Linked DNA regions of Drosophila melanogaster: regions 1 and 2 are each linked to region 3. The links are chromatin contacts, called in public Hi-C maps. All regions are on one chromosome and are shown on one strand. The core of a region is the stretch at or near the end of the contact, and the rest is flanking DNA. Distances in the headings are between cores, read along the strand shown. Region 1 overlaps cnc (cap-n-collar). Region 2 overlaps pnt (pointed). Region 3 overlaps REPTOR (Repressed by TOR).

Region 1 (4,142 bases), core at 1,109-3,608, 1.4 Mb before region 3:
CAAAGGCGGCACGACCCAGTCTCAGAGGCCCAGACGAGCTTGCCCCCCCCCCTCAATGCCATGACTTCCCCACCTCCTCCCCCGCGGTTAATAATAAAAGTTCGTGTGCGTGTCAAAGTTTGTTTGAAAGGCTGCCGCTTGCTGATGCCTGGGTAATGGGAAACGAGAAGCGGGGCGCGGTTTGTGGCAGATTAGCAGCAGCCATCGTTTCTGGCCTTTGTGGCGGTGGCACTGCTAGTGGGTGGCTCTGGTGGGGCGGCTGTTTTGCTGCCACACAACTCAAGCGGAAAAAAAAAGCTCATTTTTCTTTTAATTTTCGTGCCTGTCAACTCAAAATGCCTACATTCATTTATAAACGTCTCGAAAATACACGCACACCAATGCCAACAATATGTTTTAGTATGCCACCGCCCATCCACAGGACCCAAAAACTCCCAACCCCAACAAATCCAGGATAATCAATTTTCGTTTATATTAGAGCAGCCGCCATCTTTTTGGCAGGCCATTTTCTTTTGACTTATTTCGTTATTTCCTTTTGTTATCAGCAAATAACTTTGATAGGTTTTAGTATTATTACAAAATATAACAAAATTAAATTATGTTAAATTACGGCTAATTAGCAATTCCTTTCAATCAATTACAATCAGATGGATAAGTTAAATAAACAGGCCACCAGACATTTAAAGTACGCCAACTTAATCGACCAATTTAATTTTATCTAGCAACGAAACGTGCCATTTAATACATATCTATAACAACTTCTTGTCCCCCAAAAAGATCTCCTGCTTCTGTAGAGCTTATCTCTCGTTATTTTTGAAAGTGAAATTATATTATCCTAGATAAGATACGGACGGACCAAATGTAACCAGAACACAAGATCGTAGATGTACTAGTTTATTGAAGCGGCTACTCACCAGTTTCGTTATCGATGGTAAAGGGTATTCCGTTCCATTCATTGGTAATGTCCTCCAGTTGATTCTCATTGTTCTTGTCCTGTTGGGAGGAAGAAAAACACCATTAGTTTGAAATGAAACTGGATATGGGTATAGGGTATAGAGCTAGACCAACAACATTTGATGGCTGTTAGATAACCATCACCGATTCGACTTTAGCTTTATCTCTTTGTAAATATTGTGAAATTCCGTATGTAAATCGTGGTCGAAACTTTGCTTTACTTTACCTTATCTTGTTGAAGCTCCTCCAGAGCTTTCAACTTCTCAATATCGTCGACAGAGGCGGCACTGGCCTCGTTCTCGGCATTCACATCGGTGTCCTTGAAGCCGCTGGATTCCGAAATCGATGGATCCGAGGACTTGGTCTCATCCTCCGGCTTCGACTTGACATTGGTAGCCGCACTATTGCCGCTGGCATAGGAGGCATTGATGATCGCCTCCTGGTCCAAACTGAAGCCCAAATCCACATCCTGCTTGTAGAGCACCTCAGCGATCTCACTCTCCTGCAAGGGAAAGACATTCCAGTCAATAAGGTAGCACATTGATATCTCCATAGATAATATAATATATAATTTTATCAATTGCTAGCACAAATGCCTGACCATTATGTTCCTATGGATGAACACTTTCATATTCACAACTCCTTTGCAAGGATTACAATTCGATTCATCAATAGATCTGCACTATACTGGATTATATCAGTTGCACTTTCAGTCTTGTTGTATCTGTTGTTTTGTTTATATCATTCACGATCTCGATCACGACGTCATCCGCATTTGCTAGTTTCCAAAGAGAGACTGAAGGCTCCAAGAGCCGGACGAGTCATAGTCCATAATGGGCACCTCGCCCGCTCTTCTTTGCTCTTCCTCACTTCGTGCCGCTTTTCTTAATATGATAATGTCGATTTACATTTCGCGCCAGCTGATAAAAACGTTTCTGAATAGATAAAACTACGTAAGAGCTTTATGGATAGCCAAGAATGTTGGATACTCTATGAATTTAATATATCACACGGACTTAAATATAGGCTTTCATTTTTAAATTATATTAATAAATGTTTAAAGTTCGTTTGATTAAAGTGCTTATATAGTAGTAATTAGTCTATTGTAAAGTCATCGTGCTGTTAGCAACTTTGGATCTGAAAGTTGAAGGACTGTCGTAGAAGGGTAGCTAGTTTTCTAAGAGTTATAATCCAATTCTTACCGAGCTCTCTTAAGATACCACCCTTGGCCAATTGGTAAGACATAATGCCACTTAAAAGATTATACCTGACTGACTGATAGTGCTGTAAATTTGGCTACTAAACATAAGCCGAGGTGTACGTACGTACTATTATTGGCTGGCCAGTAATAAGTGCCCCCCTACATATAGATTCTCTTATTTCACAATTCTTATCGCCTCCGTGCCATAACTCATAGAACATCAAGCGCTCCCTTAACCCGCGGAAACCTCTCGAAGAGTGCTCGCTCTGTGTGAACAGCGTTGATCGATAGTGGCGAATCTTATCAATGAAACGCCACAGAGAGCCAAGTCCGTGGGCACAACGCTGGGTTATATAGTATATATTAGGCCGATTGCAGGGGGGGCGTATGCGGAACTTGGAAGGGGGGCCGGAGCACTCTCTTACGGCGTGCTTTGTGGCCCGAGACTTGTTTACGCCGTAGCTAACGAACGCCAGACCGGATCTCTTATCAACCGCCGCCAGCTTCGCCACACTGTAAACAATATTCTGTGGCTATAAATTTACCACCTAAGAGCGGATCATACACTTGGCGAAAACTTTTCAAAAGAGAATCGGAAACGAAATATTTGCAGATCGCTTGTCGGTTTGCCAATAAAGATGTTTGGTCGAATTCTGCCAATTCATGCGGTGGAATTCGAGCTCAAATTATAGCGTTAATGATGCATTATTAACGCTGCTGGCCGAAACCACTTTAATCCTTTTCTTTTTTGTTCTGGCCAAGTCAAGTCGGGCGGACTTGGCCAGGGAACGGGGGCGTTGTCGCCCACACTTAAGCCCGGGCAAAACCGTTTTTCGTTTCAAACAAAACAGGTAAAAGTCAAAGTGTTCTATGGTGAGGCATAATATCCATTGGACTGGAGGGATAATCACAGGATAATGGTCGACATTAGCAGTACAATTGCAATTCGAGCATACAACTTTCTGATGTTTTAATTGAAATCTTTTGGCCTCTACTTTTTTATTTTTGAGGTTTTTGTTTTCGTGTGACATTTTCCCGTAGCGTACATTTTTTTCTTTTTCCCATTTCATGCTCGTCGGCCCTTCGTGAGGCTTTCTTGGACTTTTCCACAGTGGCAACAAAAAGTAATCAATCATTGTGGCCACGCCTATCTCCTGGATTAGTCAGCAGAATATGGCGGCGGCATCATTGGTCTCCGCTCTGCTGCCATCTCCCTTGCTCTCCTTAACCCCTGAGAACCGTCGGAAAAATTAAGGGCCACTATGTTGAGCCCAATCAATTGCTGCCGCGCCAACGCCGACAGCGACGACGACTGAGCAGCTGGCGGAGCGGCAGCAGAGCCAATTCCCCAGGGACCAAGTGCGTGTGTGTAAATACAGTAAAGCAACTACAAATCAAATCATCCGATTCAGAAAATATCAAATATACAAAGCCTACCGAATAGAAAGAAAGGTAAAATAAAGTTAAAGGCAACCATGCACGATTTAAAAGTGTATATTTTCAATTGAAATAGGTTAATTTTAAAATGATTTAAAGTTTCAAAGTTTTACATATATTAACAATTTCTCTAGTTCAGCCTCTAGACGTTTCACTGTAGTTGAAAGTGTGCTGCTGTACGTTGCGCATGTTCGGTAGAAATGAGCAATTAAATTGAGCGGAGCAAAGAAGAAGGTCTCGGGATCCCAACAAAAATCCAAAAAGCCGAATCCTCCCCTGCTGGCATTTCATTATTACATTTTTTTTTTCTTCATTTCGGAGGGTTGTTTAAAACACACACATACAATATATATATATATATATACATAGCTATTTATAGCTGTTGATTGGAAACTTCGTTTTTAATTAAACTTTAAAGCAAAGTTGAATAGTGTTTTCAACTTTAAAACAAAGCTGATTTGAGTTTCCTTTTCTTTACCAGGGCAAAAGGTAAACAAAAAAAGAAATTCCATATATCCGACTTCTTACAGTGTAGCCAGTTACAGTTCTT
Region 2 (3,965 bases), core at 549-3,048, 1.3 Mb before region 3:
AACAGAAACAGTTCTATGGTCGGTTGATCGGTCGGTTGCCTGGGCTGAGGTTATATGGAGCTATATTGCGACGATGATCATAATGATGATGATGATGATGACGATGATGAATCAACAGCCGGCAAGAGGCAACAATGGCAACTCTTCAAGCTTGGACAAACATTTCACGCATCAGGCATTTTATTATGTAGAAATAAAAACACACAGAAAACAAAAAACAAAAAAAAAAAACCGGGGAATAAAAGCAAATACGAATACTAAAACTTCATGAATGGCAAATCATAGAATAGGAACAGACATATAGCCATATAGCTCGGTGATTTTCGCAAATCTAAATTTAGTGGAACAATGGACGAGAGACTAAAAATGGATTTTCACCGCATAGCTCCCAGAGGTAAATAAACTTGATTTCTCTCCACTTCGACTTGGGTTTCATTAAGGGTTCATCTAATGACATCATACGAGTGTAAAACCAAAAAAAAATAAATCAAATTTGAACAGATTGTTTTAGAGGAGAAGGCACAGAACAATGAATAAAGGAGACACTCAAAAAAAAAAACAACCAAAAAAGGCAGCGGCAATTTTGCGTGCAAATATCTAAGATACACTAGCCTAGATACGCTCTCAACCAAAACATCGAAAGACCCTGGTCATGATGGGGTCTATAGTCCGTCGAACAATCAGCCAGCCAGCCAGTCAGCTCACATATGTATCTGTGCACCATTGTATCTGCGATGTGTGCAAAGATTTTTAAACCGCTGACTAAGCGTTAGATACTGCAAATTGATCGAATGCGTATGAAAATAATTGGTATGGGGCATCATTATTCATTAAAATAAAACGAAACACACACTTTCCATATGAATGGATGAATATTTAGATGGTGTTCAAATACCGAATGCCAAGCCGACTTATGTATGAATAAATTCCCGGCTGTGTTAAAGTGCAACACCGTAAATCATTCAACTCCCCTCACTCCTGAATCTTCAAGCGATGATGATGATGATGATGATGAAACTTTGAAACATTTTCAGCCTTTTTGCGCTTCGTTGATTTCGCTTGTAGGTGTTGCACCAGTGGGAGGGTCAAATTAAATGAAGAATACACAGTAAAAATGAGAAAAGACTCAGTTCGTTGGCCATAGCAAAAGTGAAGCGTGTTCATGACACTGTTTTTATTATTTGAAGATTTGGAAACTCGTTTGCCAAAGGCATGAACTCGATTCTTAATGTGTGTTATTAATCATAATTTGTTTTTTAGTTTTAATTACTGACTTTTAAGGTTCAGTTGTGAAGGCTTTGGATATCTGTTTGTTTGTTTGTTTTTTAGAGCCAAGTAGGCACACCTGGATGCCATCCATAAACGCAGGGCACTCATCTGCATAATTACCTATCACAGGGAGCCTAGGAGTTAAGTGCCAGGAGCCAGGTTAAAAGTGTCAACAAGTCACGCACTTAGGATCCCAGAGACTTGGAATCTCTTTAAGTAATCCTCGCCAGCTGGGGTCAATCAATTTTTCACACAGCCCTCGTCGCAAGAGAGAGAGAGAGAGAGTAGCCACACTACTTGTATGCAAATGATCGGTGAGGGCAAAAAAACATCAATAATATGCAAATGCAGCAAATTAATGACTGACAAAAAGACAATCGAAACGAATTAAGAAAACCAACCTACAAACCACTGGACGCCAATGCACACAAACGATCCGATCCGTTCCGATACGAGTCGCATAATTTCCGTAGATGCGGGCCAAGCAGGGACAATGACTATCCGAGTTTGGTGGATGGGGTCCGGTACCCAGACGACGGTGGCTTATCCGCAAGATTGAAATAATAACAATGCTGACAACAGGGGCTGATTCCACAACAACCACGCAAATGATTGAATCAATTTGATGTCCAGAACTTAGCCACTGAAACGATCGTGATGGACTTACATGTGTCCAATCAGACTATGACATTGATGATGACTTTTAAATTGAGTTAAGAACTAGGGAATATCTTAGGGATTTTACTAGAAATTGAGCGGTTTAAGTTCTTCAAAATATAATGATAAAGAATAAAATCTTTCAACTGGATCATACATTTATTATTAAGTACTCTGGTACTCTTTGAGGCAACCAAAAGAAAGAGTATTTAAAAGTCCCACAAAATATTCAGTCGCCGCTTCTTTTTTTTTTTTGGTTTTGTTTGACTTAGCCAATGAATTGATTGTTTCATTAGCCGCGCACACGTCTGCGACTGGGATATGTAAATTTGTATTGTAAATGTTTTAACATTTATGGTCATAATGTGTCAAAGACCATAAATTCAATTAATTTATTATAATGACAGGAGTGGGCCTGCCTTGGCTTGGAGCCATCGACAAAGTGCAGACGACCATGTGTCCATGCTGGGGGTCAGTTGATTAATAATAAGAGGAAATTTGTATCGCATACTACATCATCTTGACACTGCAACTCGGTTGGAGAAACAAAAACGGGCACAATGCAGCCTGATGACGATGCTGATGGTGATGATGTTGCTGCTGTGTTCCAATTTGTACGGCGACGCATTAAATAAATGTATCTCAATCTCAAGCTGTGCCCTGGCGTCGACACCGCCCCGCGACTCCACCAACACCCCCTCATGCCATCGAATATGTAAACAATTTAAATAGATATTTAGATATGCTGCCTACGCTGGCGCCAAGCTCACACCGTCCGACAGCTCGCTATTTGTTTTAAAATTTAATTTCCGTTTCAAATTCACATAAATAAATTAAAATCACAAAAATATAACTCACATAAACTCAAGACATGGCCTGCATTCGCCACACTACACAAATATCATCGCAAACGAAGCCAACGACATAATAAAAACATTGTATCTGTGCAAATGAATTGTTTAAATTGGCTCTCAATTTGAATTTAGTTATGGATCTGCTCGTGATTTAGAGTCTTTTGCCGGATGCACTAAACACATGCCAAACAACTGTTCATCATTTGGCCAAATCGGTGCGGAGGATGTGCAATAAATAAAAGTGATAGCTTAATGAGCTCCAATATCCATCTCCCATCGATCGTTGTAATTTCAATATCACTAGCGATTGTGTGTAATTTTACGGAGGATTACGTTGAGGAATGCTGAATGATTTTGCCCATTCATTAAGTCTTTAGCCAAGACAAAAAGTGAATGAAATCTGCTACGAATAGTTTTGCCTAGTGCAATCTAAGCAATTTTCTTATCAATTTGAGGCTATTTTTAGTTTGCAAAACCAAGCCCCCCATCATATCTTTATAGGTCATGCATCTGTAAAGTTTATGGTTTTCCAGTTCTAGGAAATTTCAATGAAATACTAAGTCTCAGCTTATGATAAGATGTTTTTGTTGTTATTACGGAATTTTAATAACTTGAATTGATTCCTCAATGGGGTAATTAACTGCATTGACGACATTGTGAATGGCTTGATAAGGAACGTCTTTAGAATTGCTGAAGTCTCCCTTGAAGTTCTTGATTTTTACGCATTTGATGTGATTATAAGATTGATAAGAACACATTTTCAGGATGTACCACTCAAAAATCGGAAACGGAAGTTATATATTTAACTCAAACCTTTTTCCGTCCGAAAACCTTTCAACTTCTCATCACTGAAGGACATTCACTTTCGATTCAATTTAATGTATGCATTTATGAATACGCCTAAATTACTATCTTTCAGGATTGGTTCACTTACCATTGTGGGAGTGGGGCGTGGCGCGGTGGAAGTTTTTATTATCACTATTCCCCGCCGACGTCACATAATCCATGGACAGGCGGCTGTTTATGCTGCTGTTGTTGCTGTTGGCGTGCGTCTCGTTGGGGTAATTGGCCACCTGGTGGTCCGATCCACAGACCGAGGCCGTGGTGGCCGACTCAAAGGAATTGCCGTGCACAATATCCTCATTTGGTTTCTCGCAATCTGAAAATGTCGAAATGCCGAAAAGG
Region 3 (3,630 bases), core at 173-2,672:
CGGATGATAAGGTCTCCCCTGTTTTACATTAACCAATGCGGCAGTTTCGATTTGAACTTTGTAATACCCCGTTCGAAGACGTGAAGGTCACACGATGTGTTCGCATGGTTTGGCAAAAAGGGGGTGGGAACTGTTTCGGGGGAGCCTCTCGATATACAAGGCAAGCCCAGACCAAATGCTACTTTTGCTAAGTGATATGCTTGTATCTCTGGCTGCTTTACATTATTGCTATTTCCTCTTGAAATTGTTTAATATTCGTCAAAGGTAGCTGAACGCGTTGAAGGCCAAACAATAAAAAAAAAAATGCGGAGAGAACCGACCAAACACCAAAACATAGGAACCAAAAACCCGAATGGGGCGCTTATATATTATATATATGTATATATTCATATATATACACGCCAAACCGAGTATCAAACATGGAAATAGACGCAAAGGGGCGAATAAAAAAGAATTTATTACACATTGACTGCCGAAAAAAAGCAGAAACAAAAAAAGGCCCCAAGTGGAATTGTACGAAAAAGTGAAGAAGACAAGCAAACATTGGAGAAGCGCACAATAAAAGATAAACACACATTTATATATAATGAATAATACCATTAAAAAATTCCCCACACACACCGATACGTCGAGTTAATGAACGTGAAATGTTTGGTGGAGATAGCAACGCCAGCGAAAAAAGGGGCAAATGGACGAACATCTGATCCAAAGCATATGATATTGTGGACAGAAAACCGAGTGTATATACTATATACATACATATGTAAGTACAATATCCTGACTATTTGTATCTTTAAGTTTCAAGTTCTTAGGGTCCTCAAACCCCTGTAAGGGTAATATACCACTATATTAGAACCTAGCGATGGCTTATTTAGGGAACATCTACTGTATCTTCTCCACTGGCAATGTAAACTAATTAAAACCGAGTGGGATGCACGTGAAGAGCATTTGGAAGGTAATACCAGTTCTGGGGGTAAAGTACACATCTCCAGTTTGAGGCGTGACCAATGTGCACGTTATGTGACTAATTCAGAATAACGAAAGGGAAATGAAAATAAAAAGTAACCGCAAATAAATTAAAATTAAGCGATATTATGAACACATGTCTGGATCGGACGAACCAGTTTATTTCAACACAACATGAAATAATGCACTAATATTAACAATTATTGAGGAAAGCAGCTAACTTTCCAGAAAATATACTGTTAGCGTGGCTTGCTATCAACAAATTAAGTGACAGAGAGAGCAAGAGAGAGCCAAAGAGTGAGCACGAATTTTAAGCAAACCCAAGGTCAAAACTGTTTATTTTTTATATTTTGTTTTGAATGTATAATTTATCGCAGAGTTGCCTTTGTTTTCCACTCGCCTCACTTACACATACAGATACAGGAAAGCAATCTGCAGAGTTGTAAACAAAACGCGACGCTTGTAAATAATAATAAGCTTTTGCGAGAGCGTGGGCGCTCTCCTGCTCTCTCGCTCTCTCCCCTACTCTGGATCTGAGCAACATATGTTTTCCGTCTATTTGCTTTTGTCGCCATCTTCGTAGACTCTAGTTATTTATATAGGCTTGTGTAGTGCTTGTGCTCTGTAGATAATATATAATATGAAGCTTTTTGTAGCTTTGCGCCTGACTGACGAGTTTTGTGTGTTGTCGTTTTTGTTGCCGCCTCTAGCTTACAATAACAAAATGGAAGCTTTTACATTTCGCCAGAATTTATACTAGATTTGTGTACGCTTGCGTGAGTGTGGGATTTCATGTGCTTGTTGATTGCGCTATATGTACATACATACATTTATATTTATTTACACATGTATCTCAAAGTGTTGTGGAGCGTTCTGAGGGTATATTTGCAAGATTGGGGAACCGAAGTCCAAGAACGACTGATGAAGAAATGAAAATTCCTACGAAATCAAGGAATAACTTAATTTCTGGCCAAAATTACTCATACGCCACGTTTGCTCAAACTTGTCAACTTACGAATGAGTAATAAAATGTTTTGCTATCCAAAATTCTTATGATCTGCTTTTTCTTTGATATCGATCTAATCACAAATTTAAAGATTAAATTTATTACCATATTAATTGATGCAATTTTCTAAACATTTGAATTTTTCAAAATAGACTATATTACAATATTAAAACCAATGTTTTGAATTGTGAACTTGCTTGTCTCACTCTGAATTTCGTATTAAATTAAAATTGATTAAATTTGCTGATTAATTCGAAACAGACGAGCCTGCATTATAAATTTGTATTTCATAGTCGGTGATAGTGATGATAAGTTCAGATTGCAACGCAGACTAGCTCAAAACAAAAACAACTAACCAAAAGTTAAAGTGAAAACAAAGGCTGAAGAGAGCAAGGCAGAGAATCGCTGATCGGGAGCACTTCCGTTCCGCATTATCAATGGGTCAGTGGCAGTGATCAATGCCATGATGCGGGGGGTTTGCGGTGTTTAGGGTGCTATAGGTGCTCTATAACTTTTCCTTTTGCCCTTTTCATCGCTCTCTGGTTTGTTATTGTCAACATTCGTCATCGAGCGTCACATGTTTCCACTGCATGCAGTTTTCCCCACTCACCGTCTGTCTCTTTTGCTTTGATATTCCCCTTCTTTCTGGCAAAAGTCTTTACCCAGTGGCTTAGTCATGGGGGGTTTTTAATAGCCCTGTAAAATGGGTTTCTTTACCCACTATAGTTAATATAGCACAAATATTGACTAGTTGTGGCTTCTGTGAACTGATTGTATCCTCGAATAAATCTTACTTTTAGTGACTTTATTGTAACAATGAAATCCCTTTTCTGTATGTCTTGCATACTACGATAGCCATTTCTTTGTTTAGCAATTTGTGCAAGTCACTTTTACCTTTGTCTTTGTGTTGTTGCTCACACTTTGCTCTAATTTTAGGAACACGCAATTTTTGCATGCATCCATTACACACAACCACTCAAAGCCACCCACACAATGATAAACAAATTTATGTTGAGGTAGCCGCAGAGCCAAGTGCAAGTTCCTCCGATTTATTTTTAGTGCCCCCGTTTAGGAGGAAGCACATAAAAATAAATAGGTACACCGAAAAAAAATTGTATTAGTCATCAGAAAAATGTATCAAAATGCTATAAGTAAGACCAACCTAAAGATGCAACTGAATTAATAGTATGTACGCCAACAGATAATTGATTTTTCACTGTCTGCACTAGAAATATCCCGATTTTTTCAGTGTACCCAATTGTGTGCATGCTAGGTGTCGGGCATTCGATTCTATCGTTTATTTAGTATTCATATGCCGGAATGTTTAGCATAGCATAGCGAATGTCTGGCAATTGATGATATAACACGCTCTGTCGCGTTCGATTTTTGTTTTGCTTTTTGTTTTATACATTAATACTTCTTATACAAACAGCTGACGCAAATTGTAAATTGTTGTATTGATTGGAAGAGAAAGAGCGGGACAAGACACCGATCAGCGAACTCAGGAAAGTGCAAATAAACGTAGCCGTTGGAGGTGAGAGATCTAGGTTAGTATATAAGAATCGTTTCGATTTGCATATGAAACTAAATTTCCATAGCTTAAGCAAGACTTTGAGAATCGCATAGAAAGGTTCAAAATATTTTGAACCCTCATGAAC

The links. Hi-C and Micro-C count contacts between places; a contact is called where the count stands out from the background.
Region 1: a contact with region 3 is called in a Hi-C map of the Kc167 cell line, with 3 times the contacts expected there. A contact is called at or near these places in 1 of 107 Hi-C or Micro-C datasets (the Kc167 cell line) and 1 of 7 datasets of targeted methods (the Kc167 cell line).
Region 2: a Hi-C map of the Kc167 cell line shows a contact between it and region 3, with 4 times the contacts expected there. A contact is called at or near these places in 2 of 107 Hi-C or Micro-C datasets (both in the Kc167 cell line).

Annotation. Positions count from the first base shown.
Region 1 is chr3R:23,208,428-23,212,569 of dm6, forward strand. cnc (cap-n-collar) reads right to left here. Exons shown (of 10, transcript NM_001260333.2): 3 at 1,181-1,456; 4 at 915-993. Among named protein-coding and RNA genes, the nearest start is that of fzo, 6.5 kb to the left of the region's middle.
Region 2 is chr3R:23,308,268-23,312,232 of dm6, forward strand. It overlaps pnt (pointed), which reads right to left. Exons shown (of 9, transcript NM_079737.3): 6 at 3,715-3,939. Among named protein-coding and RNA genes, the nearest start is that of bb8, 20 kb to the left of the region's middle.
Region 3 is chr3R:24,564,404-24,568,033 of dm6, forward strand. The region is part of intron 2 of REPTOR (Repressed by TOR); the gene reads right to left. Among named protein-coding and RNA genes, the nearest start is that of lncRNA:CR46094, 7.6 kb to the right of the region's middle.